Regions from separate parts of the Ovis aries genome. Here region 1 is linked to region 2. The links are chromatin contacts, called in public Hi-C maps. All regions are on one chromosome and are shown on one strand. Each heading gives the region's core, a stretch centred on a gene start, on an enhancer-like site or on the middle of the called end of the contact. The rest is flanking DNA. Distances are from core to core; before and after follow the strand shown.

Region 1 (6,949 bases), core at 156-2,655, 290 kb before region 2:
TCTTTTCTTACTAAGAGATTTCATCCTTTAACCACAATTTTCCATACCAGCTGCATCCCAACAACTCCCAGATTTCTTATTCTAGCCTAAGATCTTGTCCCCAAATTCCTAAATCCTGTTGCTTATTACACATTTATACCTGAAGGTCCCACAGAATTCATGTTAAAAAAACCCAACAACCAAACTCATGTTTGTCCTATTAAGAATATCATCTTCTGCTAAGCTTCCTCAACTGAGTCACAGTATTGCATCGGCCTAGTTCATGCAAGAGGCCTGGAAGGCATCCTTGATACCTCCTTAACCTCCTCCATAGCCAATAAACATCCTATTCCTATGAATTACACTTCATGCATGATTCCCCTAAGCCTCCAGACTAGGCTACATACCTCCATTCTATACCCTCATATAGCACCTTATACTTTATAATACTTATTCAAATTGTAACTATATAATTATTTGTGGAAGTCTCTCCCCTCTTATGTCATAATCTCCAAAAGCACAAGGACCATGCCTGCCTTTTTTCTGACACATGGTAGGATCTCAATAAATATTTGTTGAAAGAAAGAAAGTGAAAGTGGCCCAGTAGTGTCTGACACTTTGCGACCCCATGAACTATACAGTCCATGGAATTCTCTAGGCCAGAATACCGGAGTGGGTAGCCTTTCCCTTCTCCAAAATGAAAGTGAAATTTGCTCAGTCGTGTTGACTGTTTGCGACCCTGGGTCCATGCAATTCTCTGGGCCAGAATACTGGAGTGGGTAGCCTTTCCCTCCTCCAGGGGATCTTCCCAATCCAGGGATAGAACCAAGGTCTACGGCATTGCAGGTGGATTCTTTACCATCTGAGCCACAGGGGAAATCCAAATTTAATTTTGTTAATTTAACAAATACGAACACAAATTGTAGTAGCTATGCCTGTCTTGGGCCTAATGCTATGTGCCCAGTAGGGGGCAGCAGAGTACAGCTAATGGAACGCATCTCGTCCTTGGTTGTTGAAAAGGGTGACTCTGAGGAAATGATTGAACTTTTCTGAGACTCTATTTTCTTCCTCGGAAATTAAGGTTAATTCTTGTCCCCACAGGTCAAAAGAGATAAGTAGATATAAAAGGGCTTTAGTGCAAACAAAAGAGAGTGTTATTGGAGTCAGTTATGATAAATATTTGTTGAATAAACGGAGACAGAGGAAGAGGATCTGGTTACACTCTGGAACAGATGTGAGTGGAGACTGGACAGTCAGAAGAGATGGAATGAAAGTTCAGGGAAGAGGCTGGCCTGAGTCCAGAGCCAACCGGAGGCAAAGCTGTGAAGTTAACACAGTGCGCTCTTGGCAGGCTCCTGTCTCTGCTCTGATTACTGCCTGCGCCCCCTTCCACCTCTGCCCTCTAGTGCCCTATCACTCACTGCGCTGTTGCAGCCCATTCTTTCCCTTTCCTTTCATCAAAGTACGTCTGTCCTGTGTCCCAGCCCCTCAGACGCCTGCGCATTGCCATCCACAACGACAGCCAGTTAACCCAATAAGGGGCCCTGGCTAACACGGCATGGCAGGTAGTATCTTATTTTATTGCCCCCAATAATAGGAGTTGGACTTTTTCTTTTTAAAGAAATTAATTAACTAATTACTTTTTTAGGAATTTGACAAAGACACTTGCTTCTTGGAAGAAAAACTATGACAAACCTAGACAGTGTATCAAAAAGCAGAGACATCACTTTGCTGACAAAGGTCATATAGTCAAAGCTATGGTTTTTCCAGCAGTCATGTATGGATGTGAGAGTTGGGCCATAAAGAAGGCTGAGCACCGAAGAATTGATGCTTTCGAACTGTGGTGTTGGAGAAGACTCTTGAGAGTCCCTCGGACAGCAAGGAGATCAAACCAGTCAATTCTAAAAGAAATCAACCCTGAATACTCGTTGGAGGGATGGATGGTGAAGCTGAAGCTCCAATACTTTGGCCACCTGATGTGAAGATCCGAGTTATTGGAAAAGACCCTGATGCTGGGAAAGACTGAGGGCAGGAGGAGAAGCGGGTGACAGAGGATGAGATGGTAGGATGGACTCAATGGACATGAATTTGTGCAAACTCCAGGAGATAGTGGAGGACAGGGAAGCCTGGAGTGCTGCAGTCCATGGGGTTGCAAAGAGTTGAACACAACTGAGCGATTAAAAAGCAACTCAAAAAGAATACATTCTAGGGACTTCCCTGGCAGTCCAGTGGTTAAGATTCCATGCTTCCAATGCAAGGGGCATAGGTATGATCACCGGTCAAGGAGTTAAGATTGATCACTGGTCAATGCTTCTCAGACAAAAATTTTTTTAAAAAGAATAAATTCCAAATGATGAAGCTTTAGCTTCTGTGGAATAAGAAAAAATGGAAAGTTAACAAGGATTAAGGCAGTCCTACAGAGTATGAGGTGGTTGCATAACATCATTGACTCAATGAACATGAGTGAGCAAGCTCCAGGAGGTGGCAAAGGACAAGGAAGCCTGGCGTTCTGCAGTCCATGGGGTCACAAAGAGTCGGACACAACTGAGCGACTGAACAACAAATCTTGGTCTCAAGAAAAATAATTATACAAATACAGAATCTGCTAGATGTGCCTTGAAAGCAACATGAGAAAATCTTCTTAAAAAATTCATAAAGATATACATCCATCCATTCTTATAATAAATGTATATGTATCCATATATACAACTTAATTGTAGTTATTATCAGTACAGTTGACTTTTTGGTTTATAGCTGTGTGAGTTTTGACAAAGGTACCGTCATGAAACCAACCACTACAGTAAAAATACAAAATGGTTCATCATTCCCTAAAAATGTCCATGTATTGGGACTACCCTGGTGGTCCAGTGGTTAAGACACCAAGCTTCCACTGCAGTGGGGCCCGGGTTAGATCCCTGATTGGGGAACTAAGACCTGAATTCCACATTTGTTGTTCAGCCGCTCAGTCATGTCTAGCTCTTTTTGATCCCATGGATGGCAGCATGCCAGGCTTCCCTGTCCTTCAGTGAAGATTGTTGAGATTTCTGAAATATCTGAGGTCGTTGAGATTTCTCCCAGCAATCTTGATTCCAATTTGTGATGCATCCAATTAATAAATACATAAAATAAAAATATCTTTTTAAAAAAAGGCCCATCTATTAACCCTTTGTAGTCCAAACTGTCTTCCACCCTTAAGCCCTGATCACACTGATGGTGTCTTTAGCCCTATAGTCCAATTTATCAAGTTTTCCTTTAATGAACTTTAATTTTGCATTTAAGAATTCTGTCTAAAGTGACAAAGGTTTTTCTCCCTTGCTTTCTTCTAAAAGTCTCATAGGTTTTCATTTAGGTCCAAGATTCATCGCAATTAAATTTAAAAAATAGAAAGTGTAAGATACAGGTCAGGTTCACACGTTTATATAAGAAAGTCCAGTTACTCTAGCATCATTTGTTGAAAAGGTAATCTTTCCCATCACACTTTTGTAAAAAAACCAACTGACTGGATTTGTGTCAGTCTGTTTCTGGACTCCCTGTTCTGTTCTATCGATCTATGCATCTATCCTTTTGCTAGACTATGCTACATTTATCAATGTAGTGGTATTTCTCCACCACTGTTCTACTTTCCCCAAATTGTTTTAGCTTTCTAGTTTATTTGCTTTTCCATATAAATTTTAAAATCAGCTTATTGATATTTACAAAAACTCCTGCTGGGATTTTGATTAGGATTGTGTTGAGTCTGTATGTCAATTGGGGAACTATTGACGTCTTAACAAAATTGAGGCTTCCAACCAATGAACATGTTGTATTGCTTTGATTTCCTTCACTGATGTGTTTTTCAGCATAAAGATCCATCATATATTTTGTTGTATTTATCCTTAAGACTTTCATTATTTTGGTGCAACTGAAAATTATTATTTACTTAAATTTGTTGGGACTTTCCTGGTGGTCCAGTGGCTAAGACCCCACACTCCCAATGCAGGGGGCCTGAGTTCAATCCCTGGTCAGGGAACTAGATCCCACACACCACAACTAAGAAGATCTTACATGCCCCAATGAAGATTGAAGATCCAGAGTGCTGCAACTTAGACAAGGTGCAGCCAAATAAATATTTTAAAAAATAAATTAATTTTCCAATTGCCGGTATATAGACATATAATTAATTTTTTTCAATTTTATTTATTTAGGCTGTGCCATGTCTTATTAATAGTTGTGGCATGCAGGATCTTCAGTTTCGGCATACACACTCTTAACTGTAGCATGTGGGATCTAGTTCCCTGACCAGGGATCGAACCTAAGGCCCCTGCATCTGGAGTTCAGAGTGTTAGCCATTGGACTACCAGGGAAGTCCAACATATAATTGATTTTTATATTATGACTTTGTATCCTGTGACTTTGCCAAATTCATTAACTAGTTTTAGGAACTTTTTTTTGTAGATTTAATAGAGTTTTCCATATAGACAATTACGTTGGCTATTAATGGAGACAGTTTCATTTCTTCCTTTCCAATCCATGTGTCTTTTTTCCTCCTTGCCTTGTTGCATTAGTTAGAATTTTCTGGATAATATTGAATAGGCAAGAGTGAATATTGTTCTCAGTCTTAGGGAGAAGTCATTCAGTCTCGAAGGATGATGCCCATTTGCTGACTGTCCTTCTTTTAGGTTAGGGAAGTTTCCTTCTATTCCTAGTTTGTTGTGAGATTTTATGATAAACATGTTGAATTCTGTTAATGCTTTCCATCAGTTGAGATTAACGTGTTTTTTTCTGTTTTAGTCTGTCACTGTGGTAGTGGGTAAAGAATCTGCTTGCACTGCAGGAGACCTGAGTTCGATCCCTGGGTCAGGGAGATCCCCTGGAGAAGGAAATGACAAACCACTCCAGTATTCTTGCCTGGAGAATCCCATGGACAGAGAAGCCTGGCAGTCCATGGGGTCGCAAGAGTTGGACATGACTTAGCAACTAAGTCACCATGGTGAATTACATTAATTTATTTTTGGATGGTCTATCAGCATTGAATTACCTTGAGTAAACTCTGATTCATAGTGAATTATGATCCTTTTTACATGTTTCTGGATATGATTTGCTAGTAGTCTGTTGAGAGCTTTTGGTCTATGTTCATGTGGAATGTTGGTCTGTAGTTTCCCTGTAATGTCTTTTTTTGTTTGTTTGTTTTTTTTTTCATTTTGGTGTCATGATAATGTCGGCCTCATAAAATGAGTCGCACAGTGTCGCTCCCTTTTCTCTTTTCTGGGAGGGTTTGTGTAGAACTCTACCACTTTGTCTACTAAACACTTCCTCAAGTGTTTGGTAGAATTTGCCAGTGAAACCATCTGGATCTGGTATTTTCTTCGTCTGTGAATTCAATTTTCTTACATATTGTCCCACGGTTCCCCAAATGGTTTTCTCCTCTGTGATGTCTTTTATAAAAATTAAATAAATTAATTAACTTTTGGCCACGCTGGGTCTTCGTTGCTGCGCGGGCTTTCTCTAGTTGCGGTGCGCAGGCTTCTCGCCGCAGTGGCATCTCTTGTTGTGGAACACGGGCTCTAGGGCGTGAGGGCTTCCGTAGTCGTGGTGCCCGGGGTTAGTTTCCCCGCTGCCTGTGAGATCTTGCCGGACCAGGGACTGAACTGGTATCCCCTGCATTGGCAGGTGGATTCGTAACCACTGGGCCCCCAGGGAAGCCCCATATTGTGGCTTTAATTTGCATTTCTTAGAGTCACTTTTTTATTCCTCTATTTCTCTCATGTCGCATCCAATCTGTCAGTAAATTCTGTCACCTCTGTCTTCATAGTATGTCCAACATCCGAGTACTTTCACCATCTCTCTTCACACCCTGGTCCACGGCACCATCGTTTTTCACCCATATTATTAGCATAGCTTCGTAACAAGAGTGTATGTGTCCGTGGGGCTCCCTGAGTGTGTCTCTGCTCCCTGAGCTCTCTCTTCGCCATGGTAGCCACAGTGACGCTCTTCAAACAAAGTCAGATCACATCACTCCTCTTCTCAAAAGCCTCCAATGGCTTCCCATCTCACTCAGCATTAAAAAAAAAAAAAAAGTAGTTATAATTGGCCTCCGAGGCCCTTCATGATCCTGCTGCTTCTTTTCTCCTTGGCAATATCCCCGCTCCCCAGATAAACACACTTCCTAACACACACAAATAAATGAAACTTAGCCCTCAGGACTTTGGCAGTTGCTCTGTCTAGTCAGATTAGATTGTTGCTCCCACAGCCATGTGATGGTTCATTCTCTCTCTTCCTTCAGATCTCAGCTCAACAGTCAGATTTTAGAGGTCTGTCCTGACTGTGCTATACAAAACAGCAACTCATCACCCCTGGCACTCCTTATCCCTTTGCTACTGTCCCTCACCTCCTTTACTGTTTCTTTTATAAATTAATTTTTATTGGAGTATAGTTGCTTTACAATGGTGTGTTAGTTTCTGCTATACAGCAAAGTGAGTTAGCCATACGTGTATACAAATCCCTTCCCTTTTGGACTTCCTTCTCATTTAGGTCACCACAGTGCATTAAATAGAGTTCCCTGTGCTACACAACACGTTCTCCTTAGTTATCTATTTAGTATACGGTATCAGTAGTGTATATATGTCAGTCCCAAACTTCCAGTTCCTCCTACCAGCTCCCCTTCCGCACTTGGTATCCATACATTTGTTCTCCACATCTATGTTCTTTTACTTTCCTACCTAGCAGTCGACAGTAAGTTCTACAGGACAGGGGCTTGATTTTGTTCTCTATTACAGTCCCAGCTCCTCCACACTATGTCTTTTTGGAATAAATTGACAAGTTGCGGTAAATTCAGAAAAATAATACCAATATACTAAAAAGCCACGTCACGTAAGAAACCCTTGAGGGAACCAGAGATGTTTAACTTAGAGAAGACTTGGGGGAATAGGATCACTGTCCTTGAAGCTATGCAGGGCTGTCACATGTGATTTTGGAGATCAGAATTTAGACC
Region 2 (6,803 bases), core at 441-2,940:
GGCAAATAGTTCTAGTCCAAGGGCACACGGTCCTAGTATAAACAGTCCTCTTCCAGTCCCACACACAAAATTTTGGGCAGCCCTCTACCTCTTGCTCCTCCCAGCTCTTCTCTTAAGCTCGAGCGGTTTCCCAACACACTGCTGCCCTCTCCTGTCTACAGATGGCATGGCAGATGCTGTACCCCAAAGGGATTTCACAGGGTTAAAGTCATCTCTAAGCCTGGAGCCTGAGGCTGGGGGAGGAGGGGATATGTGGCCAAGGTCTTAACCAGCCCCCTCCCTCTGCCAGGGATTGTGGAAAGAAGAGACCATGAGAAAAAGCAGATACTCTCTTCATGTCCAGGAAAGGGTAAGGAAAATGTGATTCTCATCTGAGTACTGGAAGACAGGCAGATAGACTGTTAAATGGAAATTTGGACAAGAGGCCTGATAATAAAGGGAACCAACATTCCATCCTTGGAGACTGGGTAGTAGAGCAAGCTCTGGTGTAGTTGGAATTTGTCAGAGTGGGAAATATTTGGATCACGTTGGACAAGATGAGAATCCACGAGATTAAGGAAATGATGATAAAGACTATGGCATTTACTATGTTAAGTAGGTGTGAAGCCATATTCTAAAAACTTTCCATATGCGATTTAATCTTCACAACCAGAGACAGCTGCTATTATTCTCTCCATTTTACAGATGAAGAAACCCATACGGAACGAAATTAGGTACTTTACCCAAGATTACAGTTTGTAAGTGGTCACAGACGGAATAGAAGAACCCATAGACCCATTCCCTACCCTCTCCCACCCCAGCCCATTCCTGCCGTATCATCACCACCACCATTTCTTCTTTCTCAAAGTGTCCTTTCCAGAACCACATAAAAAACTCTTTAAATAATGGTAAACACGCAGGTTCCAGAGATCCCATTCCAGCCAACTAAATCATGATTGCTAGAATGCCATCTAGAGACCCGCTTTTAAAATCCTAACATGAGTTCAACACTTGCTAATAGGTCAGGGTTCCCAGAAGGGATTGTGATTGAAAGAGGAGTTGGCGAAATGCTGAGGAGGGTGGTCCAGGGAAGGATCCGACCACCCAGGAGAGACGTCCAAGAAGGGTCTCAAAATGAAGCAGGTTGTGGATGAAGTTAGGGGGCTGGGGCTGGGGGCAGAGGGGTTGATGAAGGCGGAATCTGAAGTCGAAAGAGGGCTCTGCGGTCGGAGGAAGTATGAGATAGGAGAATAAAGATCTTGGAGTTCAAGAAGGGGTCTGAGGTTCGAGAAGTTTGGCATTAGAGACAGCATCTGGGGTCGACGAGAGGTTTGCAGTCAGTGAACTGGACTGCGAGCCGATGAGGGAACCTGGAGTCTGAGGAGGTTTCTAGCTCAAACTAGAAGGAAGAAGGGGTTTGGTCACTGGGCTGCGTGAGGTGCCCCGAGCCACTAAGGTCGCGTTTACTGAATGCTCTTCCCCCCCTGACTCCCCACTGCGCGACCCCGATCGTCCTCCAGCTTCTGCACCCACACCCTGAGCCCTACCTACGCGCCCGGTGCAGGCTGATAACGCTAAGCGGGAGGGGGCACGTCAAACCCCGACACCTGGGTCAGAGTTTGAGGCGCCCCCTCCCGGCCGTCCAGGAGCTTAGGCCCCGCCCTCCTCCTCCCCCGGCCCCCCCACCCCCACCCCCGCCCGGCCCCCGCCGCAGCACTTCCGGCAGGCGCTGCGCTGCTGGGGGGCGCGGGCGAGGATGGCGGCGGAGAACGAGGCCAGTCAGGAGAGCGCCCTGGGCGCCTACTCGCCGGTGGACTACATGAGCATCACCAGCTTCCCGAGGCTGCCGGAGGATGAGCCGGCGCCCGCGGTCCCTCTGAGGGGCCGCAAGGACGAAGATGCCTTCCTGGGAGACCCGGATACCGGTGAGGCCCGCTTGCCCCATCCCTGCCCCCTGGGACGTCTCTGGTTCTCCTTCATCTGCGCGGAGCATCACCTCCAGCTCCATCTCCCTAATTGATACCCTTCTCCTGGACCTCGCCCTTTTCCTCCCTTGTCTCTGTTAATTTTCTGGTGGGGTTGGGGATGCATCTCTGCCTTGGAGGCTTAGGATGCGACAAGGGAAGGGATGCCGGAGACTGCAGTAGGAGGGGTTGGGGTTACCCCTTGCGAAGAACCAACTAATAAGGAAGGAATGTCGAAGGGGAGTTCCTAAGGAACAGTTGTGATCAACCAGCAGAGGATTTTCTCTAGTCACAGAGAACAGAATAGGAGAAATCAAGTCAGAGACTGCAGCAGGATGGATAGAGGGTAGATCTTGAGAAGAACTTCCCCACAGCCAGGGATTGTGGGAAGGAAAGACCATGAGAAGAAGCTGAAAATCTCTGTATGTTCTCAGCTGTCTGTGAATGATGAGTATTGGGAGACAGGGGGATGGACCATATGACCTCTCAAAGTCCTTGGGGACCAGAGCACCTTCACTGCTCTGTGGCTACCTCACTCTGCCCAGAATGTTAGTAAGGTACCCTGCCCCCTAGCAAGCAGGCTCCAGAATTTTACTGTGTTATCTTCAGCACTCTACAGGAACTGCAAGAGGTGGAAATAGGGAGGCAGGAGACAGGACCTGGGGGAGACCTGGAGCTGAAAGCTCTCTGAGCAGTTTTTCCCTAATGTTCTTTCTCCTGTCCATGTGGCTCAGCTCTGTCCTCCCCTCCATTTTTCATCCTCCACCCCCCACCATCCCTCATTCCCTCAACGTCACTTCCTGGCATTAGAGCATCCTCTGCTTCACTCTCTCTTCCTCTCAGTGCCTGCTCTTGAGCCCTGTCCCTTACCAGCCTGGCAGATTCTGCTTCTCTGGCCCAGCCCTCTCTAGCCTGGCCCTTCTGTAGCTACTCCTAGGCTGACAACCACCAATTCTTCCCCCGTCCACAACTCTCCAGTCACCTGGCTCTGACTAGCAGCCCCTGTCAACCTGACTCGATTGTAGCCTACATGGAGGGGATTTGAGGGGACCATGGGAGGCTTATGGCCATCACATGTCAAAGCTACAGATTAAAACTTCTTTTTTAAAGGGAATAGCCCCAGAATCAGAAGGAAGCAGGAGAGAAGTGGGAGGATATGTCCTGGTGGATACCAGGACTGAAACCAGGTTCTTTATACAGGAGTCAAGAATACCACTTCTGGTCCCAACACTGCCCCGACTCACTGTGTGTCTATGGGCACACATACCCTGATCTGGGCCTTAGTTTCTTCTTCCAGCTCAACTGGGAATGCCTATCTCCCAGTCTAGAGATTGGGAACCCCTGATATGTTTTATCCTTCTTTCCTATGAATGTCTTAGCATTTGTCAAAACTGGTGATTATTTATTTGGGTGACTTTTGATTACAAGCCCTATGAGGATGGGATCATGGCTGTCTTGTTCACCATCCTTTATGCACCATCCAGCACAGTGCTAATCTCTCAGCAAAAATTGTTGAAGAAATAAATGAATGGAAAGAGATCTCAAGATGAAAGAATGGCAGAGGAGGGAGTTCTCAAACCTCAGAGAGTTCCTTAAGGAGTTAATACAGGTTCTGCCCACAAGTGTACAAAAATCCCACAAAGACCGTGGTCACTGGAGTTTCTGGGAACTTGCTCTTTAGACCAAGCTGTGTGCTAAGGTTCCAAGGACCTCGCCATCCTACCTGTGTAGCCATGTCTTCCGTCACTCTTTTCCAAGCCCCAAGGCTCCTCTAAATCAGTAGGACCACCCTACTGGCTAACATGTCCTCCTGTGTTCTCAATCTCCTGGCTCCACTGGGTGGCACTGCCCTATCCTCTATGCAGGACTTTGGTTGTGCCCAGCTAGTCTCTAGCCTGCTGTTTCCCAGAACCAAGTGTCAGGCACCCCGCAGTAGGCTCTGTGGGTAACGGAGCTAGATGGTGACCACTCCACGATTGGGGAGAACTTTCTTTGCTCTTTGCTGAGTTCCAGGCCCACGTGTTCTTCTCTTTCCCAGACATCTGCCTCTAGATGTCCTGCAAGTCCTTCACCTTCTGCATGTTCTGTGCTGTTCTCATCATCTCTTCCCCATTAATCTGTTCTCCCCCCAATGTCACTCTCAATTAATGACACTGCCATTCATCCTGTCCCAAAGTAGAAGCCCTGGAGCCACCCATGGTTCTCTCCCTTCCTCTCATTTCCAGATGGTGATCAGATGCTTTCTGTCCCCCTCCTAAGTATCTTCCAAATTCCATCTCACCATCCCTGGCATCACCACTGTAGACTAAGCTGCCATCCTCTTTGATCTGTATTACCCATAGGCTTCTAGCTATTCTTCCTGCCTCGTTCCTTCTTCCCCACCCCTCCCAACTCAATCCCCATTTCTGATCATGTCACTCCCTATTTCAAAAATCTTTAACGATTCTCCCCTCAAGGGAATAAGCAAGCCAGCTATGATCCTAGTCTCCTGCTAAGCTCTCTCTCCTGAGTTCTAGCAAATAAACTATTTTAGGGTTCGTTTCTTATGTGCTGTGCTGTGCTAAGTCACTTCAGTCATGTCCAGCTCTTTTTGACCCTATGGACTGTAACTTGCCAGGCTCCTCTGTCCATGGGATTCTCCAGGCAAGAATACTAGAGTGGGTTGCCATTCCTTTCTCCAGAGGATCTTCCCAACCCAGGGGTTGCGTCTCTTACACCTTCTGCATTGGCAGGCAGGTTTTTACCACCAGCGCCACCTGGGAAGCCCCTCGTCTCTCATAAACCCAGTTAAAACTGAGAATGTTACTGGGTAGCATAACTGAAAAGTTCAGGATATAGGGCTTCAGGCATAGCTGCAATGAAGTACCTGAAAAAGAATTGGCTTTTCTCCATCTTTTGCTTTGCCTTCATTATTGTGGGCTCACCTTCAGAAAGCCTCTCATCTTGTGGGGGTACGAAGCCCCCAGCAGTAACAGGCTTACATCTTATCATCTTAGCAACCTAGCCAGAAAGAAAGTCTTTGTCTTTCCCAGTATTCTAGCAAGCAACCAAACAACAACAACAACCCGGAGTCTAAATATCATTGGTGCTGTTGCTGGTCCCATGCATCTGAACCAATCACTGTACTGAGGTCCCTGTTCTGATTGGCTAGACCTAGGTTATATACTCACTCTGGTCAGGAGGAGGGAATGAGGAATGAGAGAGGGGAACTGGTGTTCTCTAAAAGAAAATTGAATGAGGACTGGTGTCTAAGCAAATACAAATTAGATGCCTACTAAGCCAACTGCCTTTGATAGCTCCTGCTGTTGTCCCACAAATTCAGAATAGCCAAAAGTTACACTCATTTTTCTTCTTCTGAAAGACTTATTTCTTCTGGTCCCAAACTAGCCTTTTCCCAGTGTCTTGCTGTTGTCCTTACACATCAGTAAAATCAATGATATTTTCTTCCCACCACTTAACACAGTTCAGTCAGTTCAGTTCAATTCAGCCGCTCAGTCGTGTCCGACTCTTTGCAACCCCATGAATCTCAGCACGCCAGGCCTCCCTGTTCATCACCAGCTCCCGGAGTTCACCCAGACTCGCGTCCATAGAGTCAGTGATGCCATCCAGCCATCTCATCCTTGGTTGTCCCCTTCTTCTCCTGCCCCCAATCTCTCCCAGCATCAAAGTCTTTTCCAATGAGTCAACTCTTTGCATGAGGTGGCCAAAGTACTGGAGTTTCAGCTTTAGCATCATTCCTTCCAAAGAAATCCCAGGGTTGATCTCCTTCAGAATGGACTGGTTGGATCTCCTTGCAGTCCAAGGGACTCTCAAGAGTCTTCTCCAACACCACAGTTCAAAAGCATCAATTCTTTGGTGCTCAGCCTTCTTCACAGTCCAACTCTCACATCCATACATGACTACTGGAAAAACCATAGCCTTGACTAGACGGACCTTTGTTGGCAAAGTAATGTCTCTGCTTTTGAATATGCTATCTAGGTTGGTCATAACTTTTCTTCCAAGGAGTAAACGTCTTTTAATTTCATGGCTGCAATCACCATCTGCGGTGATTTTGGAGCCCAAAAAAATAAAGTCTGACACTGTTTCCACTGTTTCTCCATCTATTTCCCATGGAGTTGGTACCCAGTAAATATTTTTATTGAATAAATGGAAAATGATATTCACTTATATATTTATATGTTCACATGTAATATACATTATATTATATATTTGTATTGCATATTCATATATTATATATATTTATATTATATATTCATAATAAATGATTGGTAGAATAAGAAGACTTGAATATATCTAATTGTGATGGGGCCATAGAACCTTTATCTTCTGGCTCCTCATATCTGATTGGAAAAACAGATTTAAGGACAAGATCCTGGAAATATAAACTTGAGTTAGTATATAAGGTTCATTTTTGAGGGCAGAATTGGCTCCTGATGCTATGTGGAGCAATGGAAAAGACGTTTTCAAATTATGGAGACTCTTGATTCTGCTATCTGTTTATTTTTTACTCTAAGCAGGCAGTATCACCTTCTTCAGCCCCAGTTTACTTTTCTGTGTAATGGAGAAAGTGGACTCTCAGAAGTTATGGGAGTGGAGGGAATGTATATAAAGTTCCTAGTATAGTTAGCATCAATAAATCTAAGTTCAAAACCCTCTCCTTCATTTGAAACCTGTAGGAGACAAGGAGAGTTCTGGATCCACAGTGGGAATTTAACATGTTTGTTGAGTGAATTCCAGTTTTATTTACAGACTCTGGTGTTGGTGCTGAGGGTTGGAAGCAAACATAATCAACTGAGTTGTTGCTGTTTAGTCACCAAGTTGTATCGGACTCTCTGTGACTCCATGGACTGTAGCCTGTAA

Evidence for each region. A called contact is a pair of places that touch in the nucleus more often than the background predicts.
Region 1: a contact with region 2 is called in a Hi-C map of liver, with 8 times the contacts expected there. The contact joins the enhancer-like site here to the promoter of GGT7 in region 2. A contact is called at or near these places in 10 of 16 Hi-C or Micro-C datasets (blood, hypothalamus, liver and 4 more).

What each region holds. Positions count from the first base shown.
Region 1 is chr13:64,461,672-64,468,620 of ARS-UI_Ramb_v3.0, reverse strand. It overlaps PROCR (protein C receptor), which reads right to left. Exons shown (of 4, transcript XM_042230086.2): 4 at 1-6,007. The coding sequence ends at 5,961. Among named protein-coding and RNA genes, the nearest start is that of MMP24, 15 kb to the left of the region's middle. Within about 2 kb of position 1,405, at least 8 of the 54 cell types and tissues checked have an H3K27ac peak or open chromatin away from gene starts, as enhancers often do. A contact at or near this core is called in liver and tail adipose tissue, where this site is marked.
Region 2 is chr13:64,172,651-64,179,453 of ARS-UI_Ramb_v3.0, reverse strand. GGT7 (gamma-glutamyltransferase 7) reads left to right here and starts at 1,690. Exons shown (of 15, transcript XM_042230077.2): 1 at 1,690-1,904. The coding sequence starts at 1,736.